Linked DNA regions of Mus musculus: all the other regions are linked to region 4. The links are chromatin contacts, called in public HiChIP or PLAC-seq and promoter capture Hi-C maps. All regions are on one chromosome and are shown on one strand. Each heading gives the region's core, a stretch centred on a gene start, on an enhancer-like site or on the middle of the called end of the contact. The rest is flanking DNA. Distances are from core to core; before and after follow the strand shown. Region 1 holds the start of Haao (3-hydroxyanthranilate 3,4-dioxygenase). Region 2 overlaps Gm19696 (predicted gene, 19696). Region 3 overlaps Thada (thyroid adenoma associated). Region 4 holds the start of 8430430B14Rik (RIKEN cDNA 8430430B14 gene). Region 5 overlaps Gm35125 (a long non-coding RNA gene).

Region 1 (2,700 bases), core at 150-2,649, 150 kb after region 4:
CCTCGCACTGACTTCTGTAGTTCACTCCCTTTCAGTTCTCCCAAGAATTGTGAGTCCTGGAGGGTAGGTGGTCCTTGCCTTCCCCTCTTCCTCCTACGTTTCCTGCCCCAGGGCAACCTTGGCTGAGGAGCCTCTAGTCTGGCAGGCTCTGGGGTGGGTTTGAATGTGCTTGGCCTGGGGAGTGGCACTATTAGGAGGTGTGGCCTTGTTGGAGGAAGTGTGTCAGTGGGGTTGGGGAGGACTTTGAGGCCCTCCTCCTAACTGCCTAGAAGACAGACTGCTCCTGTCTTCTTTTAGAACAAGCTGTAGACCTCTCAGCTCCTTCTCCAGCACCATGCCTGCCTGGGATGCTGCCATGCTTCCCGCCATGATGATAATGGACTGAACCTCTGAACCTGTAAGCCAGCCCCAGTTAAACTTTGTCCTTTATAAGAGGTCTTGGTGTCTCTTCACAGCAATAAAACCCTAAATAAGACAGACACCTAGGACCATCTTCACCTGTAAAGGTCTTCACATGTGGGTGGCTTAAAACATGCAAGGGTGGGGATTGTAGGTTTATGGTGACATCCATCTGTAATCCTAGTACTGAGGTAGAAGGATAGAGTTTGAGGCTAGCCTGAGCTACATAGCAACCTGCCCAACATTCTGGGTCACAAAGTGATTTCTTGTCTCAAAAACAAAAACCAAATAATAAAATATAAACAAGACGTGTGAGGGGACAGGGACATTCTGAAGCTCCATGGCAGAGTTTGCCTAGCACACTAAAGACTCTGGTTCAATTCCCCATGGAGGGGTAAAGAGCTCACTCAGACCAGTGCTGGACACCTCATTCCTGCCCACTACTACTAGGCGCCAGGGCTGCCGAGCTGGACCAGGCCTCAGCTGCAAAGCAAGGTGAGGACAGGGTATCTCAGGTCTAGCCAATCACATCTGCAGGACTGGGCCAGACCTCCGTGCTCCGGAGGAGACTGGATGCAGCCTGTTCATTGCCTCCTGTGATGGCCTCTGTGTGCTCCTGTTGCCTTCAGTCCTCCTTGTGCTCAAAGTCTCCGATTTTCAAACCTTTATTCTCCCAACACAATGTTTCTTTAGAGGCAGGGCAGAAGAAGAAACCCGAAAAGCTGAAAGCCCAGCGTCCTGCATCTTACATGGGCCCAGTAGGTACCAGAGTCCAGCTTCGGTCCAGAGCAACTAGGTGTTGGGAGGATGCTGGCCATGTCCCAGGAGGCGGGTCTGTTCTTGGGCTTTGATCCCTGCTCCGGCGTGTGTGCAGGGGCAGGGCAAGTAGTCTCAGACTCTAGAGCTGCCCCCTCAGAGTGGCAGGGGATTGCTCAGCTCTTTGACCTCTGGTAACCTAATTAACTAGGTGGCCAACAGGAGACTGCGCAGATCGCAGGTCGCAGATCGCATCACTCCAACCTCCCGATTACCTGGCCACCACGTTGTGGGCAGAAGAGTCCTGCCTGCCGGCCATGGAACGCCGTGTGAGAGTGAAGTCTTGGGTAGAAGAGAATCGGGCCTCCTTTCAGCCTCCGGTTTGCAACAAGCTTATGTGAGTCGCCAGCACCCGGTGACTACAACCCACCCTCTTTCTTACTCCTCTTCCCTCAGCTGTCCCCTCCCCCTCTAACCTTGCGTTCCATCCACTTGGTGCTCTTCTGGGGAGGGTGAAAACGACCTGTTTCTTCTTTCACTACCTCAGTATGTTCCTCTTTCTGGAGACCACAGACTTGTGGCCATGACTTCTGAGACCAGCTTGTGTGTCTCTGAGGCTGTGAGAGATGAGGTGGCAGGGTGTGACATTCCTTCCTTCCGCAGCTGAAAGCACCTTTCCAACCCACTGCCCCCATGCACCTTGGGGAGAACCTGGTGTTCAATGCCCCGGACTAGAACTTAAGGCCTGGAGGCCTAGAACCAAGCACCTCAACCCTTGGCAAACCCCGAAGCTATGGAGTCAGATGAACAATTCTTTGGATGAGGGGGCTTGAATTCCCAATCTTCCTGCTTCTATTTCCCAAGTGCCACAACACCCTGTTTCTGAGGTGCTGAGGGAAGAAGTCAGTGAATGCTAGGCTCCCACTTTTCCAAACGGAGCTGCATCCCTAGTCCTGGGGATTCTTAATTCAGGGCTCAAGGCCAGGACACAAACACCAGACCCACCCAAGTCTCCTCTAACTACAGCACAGACTGCCTCCTTCCCCTCCCCCTCCCCTCCCTCAGTTCCACAGCAGAGCTTCTTGCACCACCTCCACAGACCCGAACTCCCCGTGTCTGTGTGGCTATAAGTTATTTCCAGTGGGCAGTGTCCCAACCCAAATGGCTCCAGACATTTCCACCCCAATGGGAAGACTAGCCAAGTATATCACATCGTCTCCTTGACTTCTCACATAGCCCCCCATGAGTTGGGATTTAATAAGTAACTTTCCCAATGTCACAGAACTAGAGGGGGACAGAGTCCATGAGCAAGCCCAGGAAGAGTTTGACTACAAAGTCCACGCATGCTCTTGGTCACTGCGCAATACCCCCGTAGCTAACCAGGACAGCCCCCCCCCCCCCCCGAGCCTCCTCTCTTCTGCCACTGCTGCTTTCCTGTTTGGAGCTTTACCATTTTTGTCTCTCTTCTCCACGTCTTCCCTGTCTGCTGTCTCTCATTTTCACTCCTCCCAGCCTTCCTCCCTCCAAGCCCGTGGGCATTTCTCT
Region 2 (2,700 bases), core at 180-2,679, 150 kb before region 4:
AAGGCTCGGGTGTAGGGAGAGGAACGAAGCCTGCTGAAGCTAAAGCTCGTTTCCACACCGGGCTAGCCACTCAGCTGTGTCTGGGGTGCCTTCTTTGTCCTAACGCTCAAAGCAAGGATTCTTCTCTTAATACGGACATGGAAGTGGGGGCTCAGAGATGGGCGCTAACTTGCCAGAACCATCCAGCCCAATTCAGATTGACAACTCCAGCCGGAGAAATCACATAGGAATCCCACTCATTTTTTTTCCTTTGCTTTTCTGGTGATCCTAGGGATTGGACCACGGGGGTGGGGGTGGGGGTGGGGGTGGGGGGCCTTAGCCATGCCAGGCCTGCACACCTCTGCTGAGGTGAATCTCCAGCAATTTTGATCACCGATTCAGATGAGCACACAGTGAGCCTAGACTCGCTGTTAGGGTGGAGTGGGGGCCGCAACTGGGCTCCCCTCCCCCACCACGGGGCCATCTCCATGGGCCCATCATTTTTGAAATTTCAAAAAGCCCTGGATGGAAACCTTTGGGTTGGGTCTCTTCAGCAGTGGCCCAGGTGGGCAGGTTATCAGCTGGAGCTGGCGCCTAGCTCCCCAGAGGACTGCCCAGCACAGCTTCCATGAGAAAAGGGGTTTAGGGGCTGGGGTAGATCCTGCTGGGAACCGTCAATGCTCTCACTGAGGGGTGCTGAGGGAAGGAGCTGGGCCTGCTGAGACCTGGGGGAGCCCCTCACCCTCACCCCACCCCCACAGCCGAATATCCCCTCTGATCCTGGCCTGGGGTTCTGGGTGTGTTTTACTTAACACTAGCTCCCCACAGACCGTTCTTTTCTTCCTCCAACGGTAACATACTTACATATAGCTTTTTAAAAAAAAAAAAATAAGTAGGATTAAAACTGGGGGTGGTGATGTAATTCTGTAATCCCAGCACCCTGGGAGGTGGAACCAGGAGGATTAGGAAGTCAAGGCCATGGGCTACAGGAGACCTCAGTATAAAAGGATGTAGCCCCGGGTGCAGAACACAAGGCTTAATCTGAACACACATGCTCACATGCACCCTGCACATGCAAAGGGATAAAGGTGAAGTCATTGGTTCACTAAACACCTCTAAGATGTAGGGTGATTATCCCAACATTTTACAGATGGGGAGCCTAGGTCTTGCTTGGTCACCATGCCCCACCCCACCCCCAATCTTTGAGAAGCCTGAGCCTGGTTAGATGATGACTGTTCCCAGGACGCTACCTTGCCCGCTCCCCTCTCTTCTCAAGCTTGTGCAGGGCTTGGCCCCTTGAGGGAACAAGCGACTGCCCTCCAGAAGTGGGTGCAGGCAGAGAGAACTCAGTTGCTTCTGGGCCTGGCAGGCCAGGATGTCATCCAGCAGGCTCTGGAGCTGTTCATTAAGAAGGAACGGGGCCTGGCAGGCCTGCTGTTTGAGGGAAACAATGAGTCAGCCCTGGAAGGAGAAGGGGGTGTGAGTCAGCTTGAGCAGGGAGGGGGAGTGGTACCCAGCAACCCTGGCCTCCAGCTTTTCCCAAGCTAGCTTGGCCTATCGCCTCGCTTGTCCTGCTCTGCCCCCACTGCCCACCCCACAACCCTTGGTCTTCAGGAGGTTCAACCAATTTCCTTTTTCTGTTATTTGGCTGTGATAGGAAAAGTATTGAAAAATAGAAAGTGCCCTAGAGAGGAAAACACTGAAACCTGAAACCCTGTGGCTGGTGAGTGCCAACACCGCAGTTGGAGGTGGGTGGCTAGCCAGGATTCATCCCGGGCCCCAGTCCCAGGCCCTGCTGGGTGATGCCTTGAGCCCCTTTAGTTGAGGTGGGACTTGAGTAGGGCTGTGGGTGACAGCTGTAGACCACTTAGAGAAGGACAGGTCCTGCAGGAGGGTCACTGGCCCCGGCCCCTAATGGGAAGCTGACTTCCTGTTTATATTTATTTAATTCGTGTATTTGTTTACTTATTACTTGGTGCTGGGGATGGAATGTAGGATCTCATGCAAGCCAGACACCCATCCCCCAAGACTTCTTAAAAAGATTTCCAAGCTGGGTGGATGGGGGTGCTCTTTTAATTCTAGTATTTGGCAAGGCAGAGGCAGGTGTAAGTTTGAGGCCAGGCTGGTTTTCAAACCCATGTCTCAAACAACCACAACCACAATAATAATATAAATAATATAGTTTATATACTAAATAATAATTAATAATGATTAATTCTGTTGTCAAGCCCCCATGCTTTTTCATGTAGTCCCAGGGTCTCCATCAGAGCCACGTGAAGACATAGCACAAATGCCTCAATGTGGATACTCCAGGCGAATCTTTTAGACAATAGCAGGTGCCACAAGCCACCCCAGTGGTGCCCTGCCCTGCACCTCCCATAGGCCAGCCACTTCTTCCCAGTTACCCAGGAGAGAATGTTCTTTCAGCTACAGCAGGGCAGAGGGAATTGACTAAGTTACAGAGCACATTGATTCGTTCATGCAGAGCTTCCTGGGGTGCCACTGAGTCAGACTCGGAGATGGGGCCGTTGGGGAGGCCCAGGACCCGGAGAGCCAGCTGTGAGAACAGATAACAATAGAGCCCCAACCTGACAGAGCCTTATCTGCACTTTGTACAGAGAGGTCCCCGGGGGGCCTGAGGGTCAGGAGGTTTTCTAGACAGAGCTGGGTCTTAGCTAGGCTTGGGCTCTCTGGGAGGCCAAGGCAGGAAGATTCAAGAGG
Region 3 (2,700 bases), core at 166-2,665, 240 kb before region 4:
AGAGCTCAGGCAGAGTCTCAGGACTGTCTTTTATCACTGACAAGGACTGAGATTGCTTGGTCCCAGTCCCTCTCGATGCTGGTAAGGCAACAGAAATCGACCAAGGTACTAAAAAGAGCCTGTCTATCCAGGTGTGGTCCTCAGAGTGCTTTCATGGTGTCTCCTGTTGCCTGGAAACATCAGAGAGGCCTAAAATCCTTTGTGGGAAATAGGTCAATCAAAGGGTGGCAGGTGCTAGGGTTTATGGTGGTGCAAATCCCCTCCAAATCTTGCACTGTGGTGCAGTTCTTTGAAGAAGCAGAAGCAGACTATGTTGGGAAATAACTGCATGTTTGTGTCTTTAGTTCGTCCTGTGTTTATCTGCAGTGTTTCCTGATTGGCTCCCTGTGTTGGGTAAAGGCTGCTGGGATGGAACTGGAGGGAAGTAGTTAGAAATTGTAGTCCCCCCCCCATGCACTCATCCCTTCCCTTCTGTAATCTTCTGATTCACAAGTTAGAAGGGCTGAGCTCACAGCTTATGGCTTAAGAAGGTGTTCTTCAAATAGTATACTTAAAAGACATCCTCAGTCCGTCCCCACCAGCACATTAAGGATTCTTTGCTTAAACACACCTGCCCCTGAGCTAGCCTGGTGCATAGGCCTGTAATGCGAGCACTTGAAATGCAAGCAAGAGGGGCTGAAGTTCAGGGCCATCCTCAGCTACATAGTGAGTTCCATGCCAGCCTAAAACTGATATTTGGGAGGATGAGGGAGAGATGCATGATTCTCATAACGTTCTGACAACCAGAGTTTCCTGGTTAGAGTAACTACTGCTGCGATGGAACACTGTAAGCAAAAGCAGCTTGGGAGGAAAGGGTTTATCCGGCTCACTCTTCTACATAATAGTCCATCATTGAAGACAGTTGAGAGAAACTTAAGACAGGGCAGGAACAGAGGCAGGAGCTGATGCAGAGGCCACGGAGGGATACTGCTTACTGGCTTGCTCTCCATGGCTTGCTCAGCCTCCTTTCTTATAGAACCCAGGACTACCAGCCTAGGGATGGCACCACCCACAATAGGTTGGGCTCTCCCCTATCAATTACTAATTAAGAGAATGCCCTACAGGCTTGCCTACAGTCAGATTTCCTTAACTGAGGTTTTCCTTAACTGAGGTTCCCTTCTCTCAGATGACTTTAGCTTGTGTCAAGTTGACATAAAACTGTCCAGCACACAGGGGAAAGTGATGGACACCTCTTTGAAGGGTGTCAGAGAACCAGGAACAAATCTGACAAGAAAGAGCAGGCCAAGACCAGCTCAGAGAAGACCTGTTTCCAGGGCCTCTCCCAGCTTCTCCATGTTTGTAACTGGAAGGGCCTCTGGGGTCAGGATCACAGCTTTACTGGGAGAGGCGTTGGATTAAACAGAAGAATGGAATTTCCCTTTGATAAGGAAAAGCCAAAAATTAATAAATCAGCTGATTTTGTTGTTGTAGTTCCTATGGTTTCCTTTTCTGTACAAGTATTTTTTTTACTGAGAAATTACATAACAAGACATTAACATTTGCAGAGTACAAATTATCAGCTGATTATTTTTAGACCCAGTTCAGATAAGAACTTCACTTGGCTCGGTTGTAGCTCTCACTGACCTGGGAGAAGGTGGGACACCCCACTGCACATCGAGACTTTCTTAGCCCCTCCTTTAAGGAATGCTGGGTGAAAGTTTAGGACTACTGTATCTGCTCACTTGGCAGGAGAGGGTCCTGTGTATCCCAGGATGCCGTGTACCCACTCTGTAGCCAAGTGACACGAGCACTTGATCCTCCTACCTCCACCGCTTCAGTGCTGGGATGACAGGAGTACAGGACCTAGAGTATGTGGACTGGGAATCCAACTCAGGAACTTACACATGGCAGGCAAACACCCTAACAACCAAGCCATATCCCCAGCCAATCTGCAAACTTGTATTGGCCTAGCCGCATGAGAGAATTCAGAGCTTTGCAGAAGACAGATTCAGTTTGAGGTGAGGGAGCAGCACACAGGGTCAAGTGGAATAAGAGCCTCTGAAGTTCAGTGGCAGGGAGCCTCAAAGGAATATAGTAAGTCTCCTTGGGATTTGCTCATAGCCGCTCCACACATGCTGCTCTTACAGAAGACCTGAGTGTGGTTCCTCGCACCCTCCTCTGGCAGTGCACTGTGTCTTTAACTCCAGCTCTGTGGACCTGGTGCCCACTTTTAGCCTCCTTGGACACAGACAGATACACATATGCACATCACTTAAAATAAAAACACCTTTCTTAAATTGGTAACTTAAAACTGACTGCTCTATTACTTAGGACTTGATTTTATATTTTTGAGATTAAGTCTCATTGTGCTAGCCTTGAACTCTCAGGGATCCTTCTGCCTCTGCCTTCAAAGTGCTAGGATTACAGGCATGAGCCACCAAACCCAATAATATGTTTCTCCAATGAGAAAGGTCATAGTACAGCAGGAGGTAGTTCCTTCCGTATGAATCCAGCCATTAAGTCATTATCTTAAAGACCAGAAATACGCTTTGCTTAGAAGAACAAACAAAAGCCATATCTGAAGATGAGCACACATCGAGTGTGAGACTCAGTAACACAGTCCTGAGTGACTGCGCTGACCATACTGGGACATGTGAACACTTCCCAACAGGGAAGACTGGAAATGTCTATGCAAAATAGGATTGCCAAAGCCATCTGACC
Region 4 (2,700 bases), core at 14-2,513:
GTGTGTGCTCCTATAGAAGGTGTCCCTCTCTACCTCTGCTCTTGGTATGTGTATCTCTTTATGCCTTCCTCCTTGCTCCTGGCCAAGCTTCACCATCATCCTCGTCCCTCTGGCACATAGTGAGTTAACTCCTTGGTCTCCATTAGGGGCGAGAGGAGGGGTCTACACCTATGTGGGTCTCCAGAGAGCTCCACATCACCTCGAGGGCAACATTCATCCATACATTGCATTTGCCTCTTTGACTCCTCCAGAGGACGAGGCGCCCAGTGGGGGAATTTTCAGTCCCTTCTGAAAGGGACCTCTCCTGAAAGCCGGGCTGGGCAAGCACAGGTAGTAGTAGAATATCCTTGAGCCCCACCCAGGGCCTGCGCCCTCCCCTCTCCTTCTCTTTGTCCCTTCCCTACTCCAGCCTCGCCTTGCCTGAAGCTGTGGGACACCCAAGGCCCCAGTCCTGAGAGCTTCCAGAGGGGCTGTAACCCTGGGTGCTGGTCAATGATTAATACTGAGCAAACTCAGGACCAGGCGAGGGCTCCCAGCAGGGCTGGGATCAGACAAAGGCCCCCCTGTCTGGCTGAGACACCATCTTGGTGAACAGTTACTGATTACCCTGTCAACTCCAGCAGAGAGGTGGGGTGGGTGGCTGCTATCTCGCCAGGGTGGAGGGTGCTCTGGAGGTGGGGGAACGTGGGTGGGAGATGGGTTAAGCTCTTGAGCTCCGGCTTCACTTTTATGAGCTGCACGGGGTGAGGCTGGTAGCATGAGGGTCTGCGGTGCTCAGGGTGTTTCCGTACCTGTCTGTCACAGGGTTGAGGAGAGACAGGTGCCTGCCTCCAATAACAGCTCTCGGCCACTCCCTTCTAACGTTCCAACACTTCCTCCCTTCCTTACAAAACCGGTTGTCTTCTTTGTGCTGGGCCATAGAATCCCCCTGGCTGCCCCACCACCACTTAGCCCCACAAACTTCTATGTTTTCCGCCTCACCTCGAAATGTTCTTAAAAATTCTTCCTCCCTCCCTTCCTCCTCTTCTTCCTCCTTCAGGAACCTCTGTCAGTTTCCTACCTTGTCATCCTGGTCTCCTCCTGCCTGGGTCCCGTCTGCTACATCTTACCTTAATGGTGCTCATCTCTTTCCAGGGTCTTCCTGCACTGGGCACCCTCTGCTTCCATGTCTTGCTGCCCAGCCTTCAGCGCACCACAGGTGCATGGCCTAGGCCAGCTCTGCCTGGCAAGTCGGGGGACTTCAGTTCCAAGGACAGAACAAGTAGGGAGTGAACAGAGTGCCAGGAGAGCTGGAGGGGCCCGTGGGACTCCTCCACACCCCTCGCTTTTCCTCTAGGACTAAAGACTGGAGATTAGGAGACAATGGGCATACCAGTGGGCACAGTTCACCCTGCACAGAGATGCTGGTGTCTATGATGTCCTTCATTGACAGAGCCACCTCGCCGTAGGCAAACACCCCAGCTAGGCATAAGGAGTACCTTCTGAGGGCCTGAGGGGGAATGCCATTGGGAGGTGAGGGGAGCTCAGAAGACCCCGTGGGGGCATTCCACTGCCAACTGCATCCCCCACTATCCTGGTCCTGGAGTTGCCTTAGCTTGTGAAGTTCATTAAGTCCAGACTTGCCCTGAGGACCTTAGCGATGAAGAACAAGGGCACCGAGACCCAAGTGAAAGGCAGGGAGAGCGAGGGCGAGACTAGTAAGTGGGCTACAGTGGGTGGATAAGGTGAGCGCCCAGGGGCCAGCTCCCCGGAGGCCAGCTCCTCTCTCCCTTGCCCAACAGGTTTTCTGGGCAGAAAACTCAGCTCCTAAATCTAATCTCAACAGGAGGGCGCCACCTGCTGTTGGGGAGGCTAATGTGCCCCTTGCAGATTGGACTGGAGAACTTGGCGTGGAGGCTCCTCAGGGAACAGATGCTCAGTTTGGGACTGTAGTGCATGGACTGAGCCTAGAAGACTCTCAGCAGGCTTAACTGCAAACCATGAGGCGCCTCCCTCCTCTTTGCCTTCTACGGCTCCACTCATTCCGGCCACCCTAAGGGAGTCTCTTGTCTTCAACTGGACCTCCAGTGTCCACAGCCCAGTGTCCTCAACCTCCTTCAAGGCTTCTTGTAAGAGCTAATATTGGGACGGGGGCTTCAGGGCCAGAATTCTTTCCCAGAAGCAAGCAGGGCTCAGCCTGCCGCTGGAGCCGGGCCGCTCTGAGATGGGCAGGGTGGGCTCCGCTACATCTTCCGCTGAGGAGTTGGGCTGACACCTTTGTGCCTCCTCCTAAAGGCCTCTTGGCATGTTTCTGCTCTAGGCAATAGCTGGGGACCCAGGTTCCCCTCCAGGACCACCTTCCCTGATACCCTACTATCTCACAAGACTGATTCCTTCATGCCTCACTAAATTCCTGCGCGACCTTACTGATTTCTAACGCCCCTTGCCTGGCTCACACATCTCTTCTGACCTGTCCAACTTCATTTGCAACACTCTTTCATGGTGTGGAACTCTACTTGGTGGGGCTTACTCCACACTCTCCAGTGGGGTTAGCTCCCATATGCATGGATTGCCACCCCCCCCCCCCCTTAGGCTTCGTAGATTGCCGTACTGGGAGCTTCCCGCATTAAATGGAGCTTCCTGAAAAGAGTCAGCCTCCATATCTACAGCCTAAGAATTGGGCAGGAGTGAACAAATGAGCACATGAGTAAATCCATAGCC
Region 5 (2,700 bases), core at 190-2,689, 130 kb after region 4:
ATCTAATTGGGTCCTCAGGACTTGGGAACTCTCCTGCTCTGATCTGGTTCTCCTAACCCAAGCCTATGCTTGGCTAACAGAGTGTGTGGGAGCAGCTCTCTGCTTTCCCTGGTGCTGTGTTTGGGAATGCTGGGAAAAAATGGTCTGAGTCCATGTTAAAGATACAGAGGGGCCCCAGGTAGCCCTGCAGGCTGAGGATGGAATCCCAATCAATGGCCTAAGCCCCACTGTAAGGAAAAACTTCTGGGGCGGGGACGCAGTGCCACCGTGTGGCCGCCACGCGCGGCTTTTCCAAAGGCCCAAAGAAACACCTATCCAACTAAAGCCTGGTGTTCCAGTCAGCATCCAGGCAGACATGATACTGGAGAAAAAGCTGAGTGTTCTACATCTTGATCCAAAGGCAGCCGTCAGGAAACTGTCTTCGCGGGCAGTCAGGAGGAGGGTCTCTTCTGCCCTGGGTGGAGCTTAAGCATAGGACCTCAAAATGACAAACTTCCCCCAACTAGCTCACACCTACTCCAACAAGGCCACACCTCCTAATAGTGCCCCTTCCCATGGGCCAAGTATATTCAGACCACCACACTCAAAACTCAATATGTATGTATGTATGTATGTATGTATGTATGTATAGGGGTGTGTGTGTGTGTGTGTGTGTGTGTGAGAGAGAGAGAGAGAGAGAGAGAGAGAGAGAGCGAGAGAGAGAGAGAGAGAGAGAGAGAGAGAGAGAGAGAGAGAGAGAGAGGCATGCATGTGCCTCGGTGTTCCTATGGAGCTCAGATGACTTTTGGGAGCCCGGGTTTTCTCCTTCTGCCTTGAATTCAGGGTCAGACTCAGGTTGCCAGACTTGAGTACCAAGCATTCTTTACCTTACTGAACCATTTCACACTCTTGATTTCATTGCTCACAAAACCCTAAGAATCCCTACTATCACCACTGTAAAATTAGTCGGACTACATATATTCTAATCCGTTAAGGGTTTCTTCTTCCTCCTCCTCCTCTTCCCCTTCCTCTTCTTCCTCTTCCTCTTCTTCCTCTTCTTCTTCCTCCTTCTCCTCCTCCTCTTCTTCTTCTTCCTCCTCCTCCCCTTTCGACTTCCCTTCCCCCCCCCTCCTCTTCTTCTTTGCTTTGATTGCCCTTTGCTTCTTTTCTTTGATAAAGATATTTTACTTTGGATTTCTAGGTTACATCTAGTTTTGCTCCCTATCTGACCAGAAAGTACTTCGAGAAGCCACTGTCCATGCCAACTGTAAGCAGAAGGGGCAGATGCATATCTCAGAAGAATATTTGTGGTGGAGCAAATATTCCTCAGAATTGAAACATCCCTTCCGGGAGGGATGTAAGACCCAAGAAATGAACAAAACTGAGCTGTCTCGGGAAGCCTCTGGGACGCATAAGCCTCCCAAGGCCCTGTCCATAGCCCAAGGAGTACGACTGCTCAAGCGTAGTCACAATTGCTGAGGGGAGGGGCCGGACTCACTGACTTCCTGCCCTTTCCCAGAGAGCCCCAGGGCAATAGCCCATTGTCAGTCAGGCTGAGGTGGGTGTGGGACGTAAAACCACTCCAGAAAGTTTGGGAAGATAAAGCAAGTCTAGAGTCTGAGATTCAGGTGACTCCAGCTCCCTGCTAGACTCCTGACTTGAAACATGTGCCATGCTTCTCACATAAAAGAAACATGTCCTACGGTCATGTAGGCCCCAAACAGACTTCTCCATTCTAATGAGGTACCTAGAGGCCCAGAGGGCTCAGCCAATGAGCTTTCCCTTCCCAGACATCCCTTCTGGCAAAAGGCATTTAATCTCGGGCCCACCCTGAGAAGTGGGTACGGTTTACACACTCATTTTCCACCATGACAATAAACTGTTTAGAACCATGGACTGACTCTTTTCATCAAGATCTGCCTGTTGTGGGGTGCCATGAAGAAGGCCTTCGCCTACAGAGCCACAGCCTAGTCTCCTGGAGAAGGCCTCTCTGGGCTCCCAGCCACAACTGCCACCAAGCTTGCTGCCAGGCTAAGGACAATCATCCCCATGGGACAAGTTGGAGCTCCCCTCCCTCACCCACCCTCCACTACGGGCTGGACACCTCTCTTCTGCAACTCCCAGGGCGCCTGGATGTCTAAGAGCCTGAGAACCCCTCTACCTCTGCCTTGTCTCAGGCCCAGGGACCCCTGAACCAGCTCCAGCTTTCTCACATCTCAGACTGCGCTTTCCCACCCTGGAGCGATGCCTCCCTACAGCCCAGCACCTGCCCTGGCATGGGGTAAGCACAGTCAAACTCTCTGAGTTCTGCCCTGTGGCAGAGTGGACAAGGGCCTACGACCCTACTGTACAGTTAGTTTGCCTCTGAGCCATCCACAGTAGTGATGGTTTGTATATTCTTGGGCCAGGGAGCGGCCTTGTACGAATAGGTGTGACTTGGCTGGAATAGGTGTGTCACTGTGGGTGTGGGCTTAATAGCCTCACCCTAGTTGCCTGAAAGTCAGTCTTCCACTAGCAGCCTTTGGATGAAGACATAGAACTCTCAGCTTTGCCTGTGCCATACCTGCCTGGATACTGCCATGCTCCCACCTTGATGATAATGGACTGAACCTCTGAACCTGTAAGCCAGCCCCAATTAAATGTTGTTTTTTATAAGACTTGCCTTGGTCATGGTGTCTGTTCACAGCAGTAAAACCCTAACTAAGACAACAGTGCCACAAG

What was found. Promoter capture Hi-C pulls out the DNA fragments that hold promoters and counts their contacts. HiChIP or PLAC-seq counts read pairs in DNA pulled down with a chosen protein or histone mark.
Region 1: a promoter capture Hi-C map of pre-B cells shows a contact between it and region 4, with 2.9 times the contacts expected there. The contact joins the promoter of Haao here to the promoter of 8430430B14Rik in region 4. A contact is called at or near these places in 1 of 39 promoter capture datasets (pre-B cells), 1 of 115 datasets of contacts at active chromatin or transcription factors (effector CD8 T cells) and 1 of 9 other capture datasets (liver).
Region 2: a contact with region 4 is called in an H3K27ac HiChIP or PLAC-seq map of epiblast stem cells. The contact joins the enhancer-like site here to the promoter of 8430430B14Rik in region 4. A contact is called at or near these places in 1 of 15 datasets of contacts at CTCF or cohesin (the NIH/3T3 cell line), 4 of 484 Hi-C or Micro-C datasets (CD4 T cells, the HPC-7 cell line, bone marrow-derived macrophages and 1 more), 11 of 115 datasets of contacts at active chromatin or transcription factors (the HPC-7 cell line, the SCID.adh cell line, double positive thymocytes and 8 more) and 1 of 9 other capture datasets (embryonic stem cells).
Region 3: a contact with region 4 is called in an HNF4G HiChIP or PLAC-seq map of pancreatic cancer cells. The contact joins the enhancer-like site here to the promoter of 8430430B14Rik in region 4. A contact is called at or near these places in 2 of 484 Hi-C or Micro-C datasets (CD8 T cells and bone marrow-derived macrophages), 8 of 115 datasets of contacts at active chromatin or transcription factors (the HPC-7 cell line, acute myeloid leukemia, double positive thymocytes and 4 more) and 2 of 9 other capture datasets (adipose tissue and liver).
Region 5: a contact with region 4 is called in an H3K27ac HiChIP or PLAC-seq map of embryonic stem cells, with 7 read pairs. The contact joins the enhancer-like site here to the promoter of 8430430B14Rik in region 4. A contact is called at or near these places in 2 of 15 datasets of contacts at CTCF or cohesin (CD8 T cells and the NIH/3T3 cell line), 2 of 484 Hi-C or Micro-C datasets (embryonic stem cells and urothelial organoids), 17 of 115 datasets of contacts at active chromatin or transcription factors (the HPC-7 cell line, the SCID.adh cell line, bone marrow-derived macrophages and 6 more) and 1 of 9 other capture datasets (embryonic stem cells).

What each region holds. Positions count from the first base shown.
Region 1 is chr17:83,845,489-83,848,188 of GRCm38.p6, reverse strand. Haao (3-hydroxyanthranilate 3,4-dioxygenase) reads left to right here and starts at 1,399. Exons shown (of 10, transcript NM_025325.2): 1 at 1,399-1,552. The coding sequence starts at 1,473.
Region 2 is chr17:84,147,755-84,150,454 of GRCm38.p6, reverse strand. The region is part of intron 1 of Gm19696 (predicted gene, 19696); the gene reads left to right. Among named protein-coding and RNA genes, the nearest start is that of Gm19696, 7.3 kb to the left of the region's middle. Within about 2 kb of position 1,429, at least 216 of the 459 cell types and tissues checked have an H3K27ac peak or open chromatin away from gene starts, as enhancers often do. A contact at or near this core is called in the HPC-7 cell line, the NIH/3T3 cell line, bone marrow-derived macrophages and 6 more, where this site is marked.
Region 3 is chr17:84,236,041-84,238,740 of GRCm38.p6, reverse strand. The region is part of intron 31 of Thada (thyroid adenoma associated); the gene reads left to right. Among named protein-coding and RNA genes, the nearest start is that of Gm36279, 45 kb to the right of the region's middle. Within about 2 kb of position 1,415, at least 42 of the 459 cell types and tissues checked have an H3K27ac peak or open chromatin away from gene starts, as enhancers often do. A contact at or near this core is called in acute myeloid leukemia, adipose tissue, liver and 1 more, where this site is marked.
Region 4 is chr17:83,997,115-83,999,814 of GRCm38.p6, reverse strand. 8430430B14Rik (RIKEN cDNA 8430430B14 gene) reads right to left here and starts at 1,263. Exons shown (of 2, transcript NR_130994.1): 1 at 1,110-1,263.
Region 5 is chr17:83,864,335-83,867,034 of GRCm38.p6, reverse strand. Gm35125 (a long non-coding RNA gene) reads left to right here. Exons shown (of 3, transcript XR_877036.3): 3 at 1,181-2,497. Among named protein-coding and RNA genes, the nearest start is that of n-TIaat17, 3.7 kb to the right of the region's middle. Within about 2 kb of position 1,439, at least 14 of the 459 cell types and tissues checked have an H3K27ac peak or open chromatin away from gene starts, as enhancers often do. A contact at or near this core is called in the NIH/3T3 cell line, embryonic stem cells and pancreatic cancer cells, where this site is marked.